Linked DNA regions of Sus scrofa: region 2 is linked to region 1. A link is a contact called in public Hi-C data. All regions are on one chromosome and are shown on one strand. The core of a region is the stretch at or near the end of the contact, and the rest is flanking DNA. Distances in the headings are between cores, read along the strand shown.

Evidence for each region. A called contact is a pair of places that touch in the nucleus more often than the background predicts.
Region 2: a contact with region 1 is called in a Hi-C map of liver, with 12 times the contacts expected there. The contact joins the enhancer-like site here to the promoter of HES1 in region 1. A contact is called at or near these places in 1 of 5 promoter capture datasets (liver), 25 of 47 Hi-C or Micro-C datasets (adipose tissue, alveolar macrophages, brain and 15 more) and 2 of 2 datasets of contacts at active chromatin or transcription factors (alveolar macrophages and skeletal muscle).

The regions. Positions count from the first base shown.
Region 1 is chr13:131,134,112-131,138,443 of Sscrofa11.1, forward strand. It overlaps HES1 (hes family bHLH transcription factor 1), which reads left to right and starts at 1,859. Exons shown (of 4, transcript NM_001195231.1): 1 at 1,859-1,973; 2 at 2,121-2,216; 3 at 2,470-2,557; 4 at 3,200-3,754. The coding sequence starts at 1,866. The coding sequence ends at 3,750. It overlaps LOC102164131 (a long non-coding RNA gene), which reads right to left and starts at 1,468. Exons shown (of 8, transcript XR_002337825.1): 1 at 401-1,468.
Region 2 is chr13:131,260,632-131,264,750 of Sscrofa11.1, forward strand. The region is part of intron 1 of LOC110256390 (a long non-coding RNA gene); the gene reads right to left. Among named protein-coding and RNA genes, the nearest start is that of CPN2, 75 kb to the right of the region's middle. Within about 2 kb of position 1,935, at least 27 of the 83 cell types and tissues checked have an H3K27ac peak or open chromatin away from gene starts, as enhancers often do. A contact at or near this core is called in adipose tissue, fetal liver, liver and 3 more, where this site is marked.

The DNA of each region.
Region 1 (4,332 bases), core at 609-3,108:
GGAGCAAACAAGAAGGCCCCTCCCCCTCCCCCGGGCTGTTGCTAGTGAGGCCCTGGGCAGAGTTAAAACCCCAAGCCCGAAATCAAGGGTGGAGGGGGGGTTGGAATAATCCCCCACTCTCCACCCCAGGGCGTGCGCTCCCCGCCCGGAAGGGCTGACCTTGGCCCGGGGGAGGTGTGGGGGGGGCGGGTGGTAAGCGCCGGGGCTCGGCTCCCCGCCCGCCGCCCCCTCGGATTCCTGGCCCGGCGGGGGCCGGAGGAGGGGGGGCCCCGGACACACACACACACACACACACACACACACACACACACACACCCCACACGCAGCGCGCGCCAATGAGCCCCGGCCAGGCGCTGGGGGCGGGGTTTTCCCAGGCTCGAGCACAGCAGCTGCTATTTACCTTCTTGGCTTCTCCCGGGGACCAGGAACCAGCCCCCGCGCTCCGCCGCCCGCCGCCGCCCCCCGCCTCCCTGCCCCCGGGGCGCGCGCACACACACTCACACACGCACGCACACACACATCCTCCCGGCCCGGCCGCAGCCGCGGCGGCAATAAAACATCCTGGCACGTGCTTCGGCTCCAGGCGCGCCCTCGCCGGCCGGCTGATGTCAAACTGCAGCTCGGCTGGTGTAGCTCTTAAAGGGCCCGCGCGCGACGGGTGTCGAGGTTGCCCTGGTCGCTCGCGGGGCGAGAAGGAGGGAGCGGCTGCCACTCGGCTCGCCACCTCTATGTGCAGCAAAACTGAGAGCCCACGGGTGGAAAGGGAAAGGGTGGCCAGGACGCGCGCGCGTCCCTGAGGCATTGCCATCAAAGCCCTCCTTGTTCATCTTTCATTTGAAATTCCATTTCCTTTCTGCTCAGTTGGAAATTATTCTGATTGTTTCCTGGGGAAGCGCTAGGTTCAAGGCCTCAACTCCGTAACAGAAATGAGAGACAGGCTGGGGTAGGGGTGGAGGGCGGGGATCAAAAACCACTTTGCTCTGAAAAACCTGCAAATGTAAGTAAGATGGAGGCACTTTTTCCTTTTCTGCATGCAGAAAGGAATTTTGTCCTTTTTCTGCATGGTCGACTTTCACCCCCCACCCCCGGAATGTGCGGAGTCTGAGCGGGAAATCACTTAGATGTTTCTGTAAGTCACACCCTTGCACATGTTCCCCCTTTTTCTTTTAACCATGCAATTATAATCTTTTATCCCTGTCCTTCTAAACCTTTTTAAAAATATATTTCAAGTGAACTTATTAGTGTCAAAGCAGCTCTATTACACGCGAATGGAAATAAGCAGCAAAGACCCCAGCCTCCAAAGAAATAAACTAGAGTAGATCAAACCCAATGCAGAAAAATCCTCTCTAAAGCAAAGCCCAGTAGGGAGAGTAACAAAGGGTTAAAATCCTTTTGATTGACGTTGTAGCCTCTGGTGCCCCGGGCTCAGGCGCGCGCCATTGGCCGCCAGGCCTTGTGCCTGGCGGCCAATGGGGGGGCGCGGTCCACGAGCGGTGCCGCGTGTCTCCTCCTCCCATTGGCTGAAAGTTACTGTGGGAAAGAAAGTTTGGGAAGTTTCACACGAGCCGTTCGCGTGCAGTCCCAGATATATATAGAGGCCGCCAGGGCCTGAGGATCACACTGGATCCGGGAGCTGGTGCTGATAACAGCGGAATCCCCCGTCTACCTCTCTCCTTGGTCCTGGAATTGCGCTACCGATCACCAAGTAGCCATAAGATATAATAAACCTTCAGCACTTGCTCAGTAGCTTTGCGAAAGTCTCAAGTAAAAGAGACATAAACAAAACAATTTTTTTTGGTGTGAAGAACTCCAAAAATAAAATTCTCTAGGGATTAAAAAAAAAAAAAAAAAAAAAAAAACAGAAAATGCCAGCTGATATAATGGAGAAAAATTCCTCGTCCCCGGTGGCTGCTACCCCAGCCAGTGTCAACACGACACCGGATAAACCAAAGACAGCATCTGAGCACAGAAAGGTAAGGGCAATACCTGTATCTCTCCACAGCCCCTAAGAGATTAAGTCGGGATGGGTGGGGGCTCCTTTCTCCCTTTAAACCCTGGGGTGAAATGTCAAGTCTCATGGGAACTCAGGGCTCTTTTTCCTCCCCCCTCCCCTTTTACAGTCATCAAAGCCCATCATGGAGAAAAGACGAAGAGCAAGAATAAATGAAAGTCTGAGCCAGCTGAAAACACTGATTTTGGATGCTCTTAAAAAAGATGTAAGTGGGTAATATTGCCTTTTTTAATTAAAAAAATTGAAATACTATTTCTTTGGTATTAAGAACCAAACCCCTTTGTCAGCGAGATCTCCCCCGCCTGCACTGCGTTCCCTTAGGCGGGAGGGCTGGGTCTACTCTACCCGGGGTCTGGGGGATGTTGGCGACGCGGCGGAGAGGAGGGACCCCCCACCCCCAGCACTCCGAGGCCGCTGGCAGTCTCTCACGTTCCTCCCTTGCCTCCTTTTCTGTGCAGAGCTCGAGGCATTCCAAGCTGGAGAAGGCGGACATTCTGGAAATGACAGTGAAGCACCTCCGGAACCTGCAGCGGGCGCAGATGACGGGTGAGGGCGGCTGGCCGCGTCCCCCTCTGCGGGCGTCCCTCTCGCCCCGCGGTGATTTCTTCCAGACTTCCGCCCGTGGTTGTGAGAGGCATTCAGCTACATTTTACTGCCTTGGCTCATTCTTGCGTTCCCACGGTCTGGGGCTTATTTATAGCCACAACTCCAAGTTGTTACTGTTCCGGAAAGGGAGGGAGAGAGGTTGTAGTGGCGAGGGCGGCGGGCGGCTTGGCCAGGGGGAAGCGGGTGGGGGCGAAAAGACTTAGAAGCGTGGCGGTCTTTAAGCTGCGCGGAGCCTGGGGTCATCTGGTTTAGCACTCCACTACAGAAGGAAAAATAAGGCTTGGTGGTGGAGAAGGGGGGAAGGGCATTATCCAAGGTCAAATCGCGCGGGGGTTAGGGGGAGGCAGATCTGAGGTTGAGATCGGTTTAAATGGAGCGACTGAGAGCAGAGAGGGAGCGTCTCGGCTTTGGTCGCCAAGCTAGGATGGAGAAGCGATTGTTTTTTCCTAAGCCCATCCTAGTAGCCAGAGGCAGTTCTACGGGCGGGTGGTCAGGGAGGCGCACTGCGGGGACCTCCCAGGGCGGAGGAGGTGGCCTCGGGGCCAGGGACGTTCGGTGACCCGTCTGTCTCCTGGCCCGCAGCCGCGCTAAGCACAGACCCGAGCGTGCTGGGGAAGTACCGCGCCGGCTTCAGTGAGTGCATGAACGAGGTGACCCGCTTCCTGTCCACGTGCGAGGGCGTTAACACCGAGGTGCGCACCCGGCTGCTCGGCCACCTGGCCAACTGCATGACCCAGATCAACGCCATGACCTACCCTGGGCAGCCGCACCCAGCCTTGCAGGCGCCGCCACCGCCCCCGCCAGGACCCGGAGGTCCGCAGCACGCGCCGTTCGCGCCGCCACCGCCACTGGTGCCCATCCCCGGGGGTGCGGCGCCCCCTCCCGGCGGCGCGCCCTGCAAGCTGGGCAGCCCGGCTGGAGAGGCGGCAAAGGTATTCGGCGGCTTCCAGGTGGTCCCGGCTCCCGATGGCCAGTTTGCCTTCCTCATCCCCAACGGGGCCTTCGCTCACAGCGGCCCGGTCATCCCAGTCTACACCAGCAACAGCGGGACCTCCGTGGGCCCCAACGCAGTGTCGCCTTCCAGCGGCCCCTCGCTCACGGCGGACTCCATGTGGAGGCCTTGGCGGAACTGAGGGGCTCAAGCCACCCCTCCCCCCAAACTCCCCAGCCCACCTCTCTTCCCTTGGGACACTAAACAGGAACTTGGACTCTGGGAGAGGGGAGAGGACTTTTGTGATTAACTGGTTACTTTGGGGTTTTTTTTAATTTCTAAAGTTACTTTTTTTGTAGAGAAATGTATTAAGTGACTGACCATGCACTATATTTGTACATATTTTATATGTTCATATTGGATTGCGCCTTTGTATTATAAAAGTTCAGATGACATTTCGTTTTTTACACGAGATTTCTTTTTTATGTGATGCCAAAGATGTTTGAAAATGCTCTTAAAATATCTTCCTTTGGGGAAGTTTATTTGAGAAAATATAATAAAAGAAAAAGAGTCAAGGCTTTTATGTCTTAGAACTGATTATTTCAGAATATGTGAAAAAGGAAAGTCTTGGGAAGAATTTGGATAACGTAATCTGAGATTTCAGGAATTGGCTATTTTTGTTATTAAAAGAACACTTTTTAAATCCATCAAACCTTTTACCAGTCCTCCTTGGACTAACAGTCCATTTAATTTTCAAGAACTCATCTGATACGGCTTCTCTGAT
Region 2 (4,119 bases), core at 685-3,184, 130 kb after region 1:
CTCCACGCTTGGCCAAAGCCTCAGACGCAGAAGAAACCAGAGCTGGCTCAGCTGGCCAGCGCCCGGGCTTCCTGTCCAAGTGTTTGCGGCCGGGCTTCCTGCTGACGGAAGGGCAGCGCTCCTCTGACATCCCAAGCGGTGGCTCCCAGGGCCCCGGCCGCCGAGCACATCCAGCTGGCACCCGGCGCAGGAGCCATGGCTGCGCTCCGTGCAGCTGTCAGATGACATTCACAGGGACGCTGGGGTCAGGCCTGGAGAGCTATAAAGGGGATTCCTTTGGGGAGGGAGGAAGCTGTGAATCAGACCAGAAACCCGGGAGCTCAGGCTTGTCCTGGGCAGGCGGCCAGACCACGCCTCGCAGGCCCCCCCCTCTGACAGACCCCCTTGCTTCATGTGGGCCCACCTCCCTGCCACCTGCGCTCTTTCCCAGTGAGAGCCTCCAGCACATGGCTTCCCTCCGCCCCAGGTGGACTGGGAACGGGGCCACGCACCCAGATGATAGCCCACCCGGGCTCTGACCCCATGCCCTTGAGGAATTTAGCTTCACGGAGAATCAGCTTCCCCTTCACAAGTGGAAACTGGAGAGTGAGAATATTTTCAGAGTGTTCCATGTTTATTTTCCCACGTTTCAAGGGCGGCGACATAGGAAACGGGGTCAGACTTGTTCTCTCTAGCTCCAGAGGTCAGGACAAGCATTCTACGGAGGCAGAATTCAGTTTAAATAGGGGAAAATGAAACCCCCGAACAGGCCATCCCCTAAGTAGTGAGCACCCTGTTGCTAGACTTTAAGCTCTGCGAGGGTCGCTGTCTGTCTTCATTCCTGCCAGAGGACCAAACCAGCACGGTGCCTGCCTAAGAGTAAAGGCTCCAAATCTTTGTGGAAGAGAGGAGTGAAGGCGGATAGAAAAAACAGGGAGGGGTCTTCCCACTGCCTCTCAATAGTAACGAACCTGACTAGGAACCATGAGGCTGCGGGTTCGATCCCTAGCCTTGCTCAGCGGGTTAAGGATCCGGCATTGCCGTGAGCTGTGGTATAGGTCACAGATGCAGCTTGGATCCCACGTTGCTATGGCTCTGGTGTAGGCCGGCAGCTGCAGCTTCGATTTGACCCTTAACCTGGGAACGTCCCTGTGCCATGGTGCAGCCCTAAAAAGAAAAAAAAAAAAAAAAAAAAAAAAACCCAGGAGGGAAAGAGAGGTGGAAAGAAGGAAGAAGAGAGAAAAAGACGAAAGGAGAAAAAGGGGAAAGGATCATCTTCGAGAAGATTCCTCCTTTAGGAGAGAGTTTGGACAAGCTGACTGCAATTGTCTTTTGGACTCAATGATTACAAGACAAGGATTTTAAGCACCCACTCCAAGGGGACACATCAACTCCAAAACCAGGCCGAGCAATTCTCTTGTGACACTGTGTTCATAGGCACAGGCCTTGCCACCCGAGCACTCTGTGGTCTACAACGCCCCCAAGACAGACACAAACACACACACACACACACACACACACACACACACACACACACACACACACACAAGTTGTCCCTCACTTCTACAGAATCCTGAAAAACACAGAGTCTGCATTTGAAAGACGTAGAGCCAGAGGTTCAAAGACGGCATGTGACTTGTCTGAGCTGAGACTTAGCCTCAGGTCTCCTGACCCTGAGTCCAGTAATAAGCAGGCTAGTCTGCCTTCCTGCCTGCCAAAGAGCTGTCTGCCCCTGAAGACAGCTATCATGGTCTCACACGAAACTGAAGCACCAGAGGTTGCCCTATCCTTTGAAAAAATGTAGAGGAAACAGATCTTCCTAAAAACAACAACAACAACAAAAAAAAAAACACTTCCCTTTCCCGGCCTGGCTCCCAGCAGGATAAGGCTTGGGCACGACCACTAATTGCAGTAACCGGCAGAGGATCTGGGACTCTTTCCAGAGGCAAGTTTACTTTCTAGGGCCAGCTCTCCAGAGCACTGGTTGGAAAGATGTGTTCTTTTCCAAAGGTCTGACTAGCTGGAGATTAGGCGGGTCATTTGCCTGTCTTCTGTCCCTCTGTGTTCCTCTCTCACAGGGGGCTGACCCCTGTCGGCCACATTCCCCACCAAGACTGGTTTCTACCCTCGGCTCCCCACCGCCCCCGCCCCCGGGGGGAAGGACAGAGGGTAGAAACCAGCCTTTCTCTCTGTCTCTCCCTTTATCTGGAGCATCACCTCTGGGGTCCCAATTCCTGCCAGGGGACTTCTGCCAGGGTTCCAGCTCTCTCTGAGTTCTGGAAACACAACCTCTTCTCTGCCCTTCCAGCAGGAATGGGGCCATTTTCTTGTGGCTGCTACTCTCAAGGCTGCCTTTCACCCAAGTCTGCCCTTTCCTCTCTTCCAAGGTCTTCACAGCTAGCTTCCCTCTGCTGAGGTTTCCGGAATGGGCTATGTCTCCCCCCTGGACTCTGACTGACTCCATGTCAGTGTGGGTGGGTTGAGACCCAGCGCAGAGAGGGTTAAATGGATGGCAATATGGGACTCTCTCTAAGGACCACCTTAAAGAGAGTCAGGTAGTACCTGAGGAAGTACCAAGAGAGTCAGGTAGGCAGGCCAGGAGGCTCCTGAGGAAGCTACCTGTGTATGAGGAGGCAGGCCAGGGCCACCCTGGCTCTGCATGGGAACCAGAGGACCTGGAGTCAGCCCACTGTCCCATCGCAGGCCCCTTCCCCTCTCACAAGGCCCCACCTGCCCAGCATCCCTCAGTGCTAGGACACAATCAGTGCTTCTCACACATGTGGGCCAGACGGCAGGACTCAGCCTCTCAGAGCTCTGAGCAAGCCAAGATTCTAGGTCCAGAAGCTTCTAGGTCACCTCCATCGAAGCGGAAAGAAGGGCTCCCTCAGCACCATCAGCAAAGAAAGCAGGTGTCTTTCCTCCCCACTCCCAAACTCATGGCATCTGGGACTCAAAAAGAAGAGTCACAGTCTCTTCCTGCCCCCACCTCACCCCCAAGGCCCCTCACTCTCCTAGGCTGAGGTCTAATCGGGACTTTTAAGAGTCCCGCCTAGGCAGAGACCCAAGGGGAGGCTGTGTTCTCTGAAACTATTATTCATGAGCACAGATATATCATGTAGAAAGGGAGAAAGCTGAGACTCACCTTTAGATTTAGGTGGACCTACTACATGCTTGCCACGGAGATAAGTACTTACACGTAGTCTGTGTCATTTCATCAATCGATAAAAGGGGAGAATAAGACCCCCCCCCAAAATGCATCAGCCTCTGTTCAATGTATCTTTACTGGGTACCTGCCAGGTACTAGGCATTCTGCAAGGATGATTTGACTACAGTTCCTTCCTTCTAGTCAAGAACCTGAGGTCTGGAATCAGCTAGACCCACCTGGGTTTGAATCCAGACTCCAGCAGTTAGTATTTATGTGACCTTGAGCAAGTGACGTGTGCCCCGAGCCTCAGATTCTGCATCTATGAAAAGGATATAATGATAAGAGTCTAGTCTCATTAAGGTGTTGAAGGATTCAGGTAGGTTAACAAGCTTAGCGAGTGCCCAGCACCTGGTAAACACTCTTCAACGAGTGGTAACTTTTTTTTTTAATTAGTAAGTCTAGGATGCATGGCAGCATCCAGGGGTGAAAAGCATTTTCGAAGGCTGCCCAGAGCCTTCTGACTCCAGAATTGGAAGAAAAATGGCTGTTGCTTTCTCCGTCTCACCTCAGACGCATCCCACACACCCTCAGCTCCCCCTGGCAGCCTCGCCGCCACCCTTCTGAGCTGCCGGATGTCCGCTGAGGTCCAAGGTTTGGAGAGTTTCCGGGACTGGCGGGGTCACACTGCAGCTGGGCGGTGCCTGGCAGCCCCACCCTTCCTGGCAGCCAGGCCTCCTCCTGGGTCCCTGAAAGCCTGCCAATGGGGGGTGGGGAGCAGAGGGAGAGGAAGGTCCAGCTCAGACATTTGCCCTGAGGGAAGCCTGCAGGGAGGCTGGGGTTACGGGGGAAGGAGGAGAGGGGGCAGAGCAGACTCACACCCTTGTCCAGCCACACAGAGAATCCAGACTCTGGAAGTGCCAAGTGCTCCTCCTAGTGGAGAAGGGATGAGGCAAGATCCCATTCAGCTGCCTCTCCCCCCCCTCCCCCATTACCTA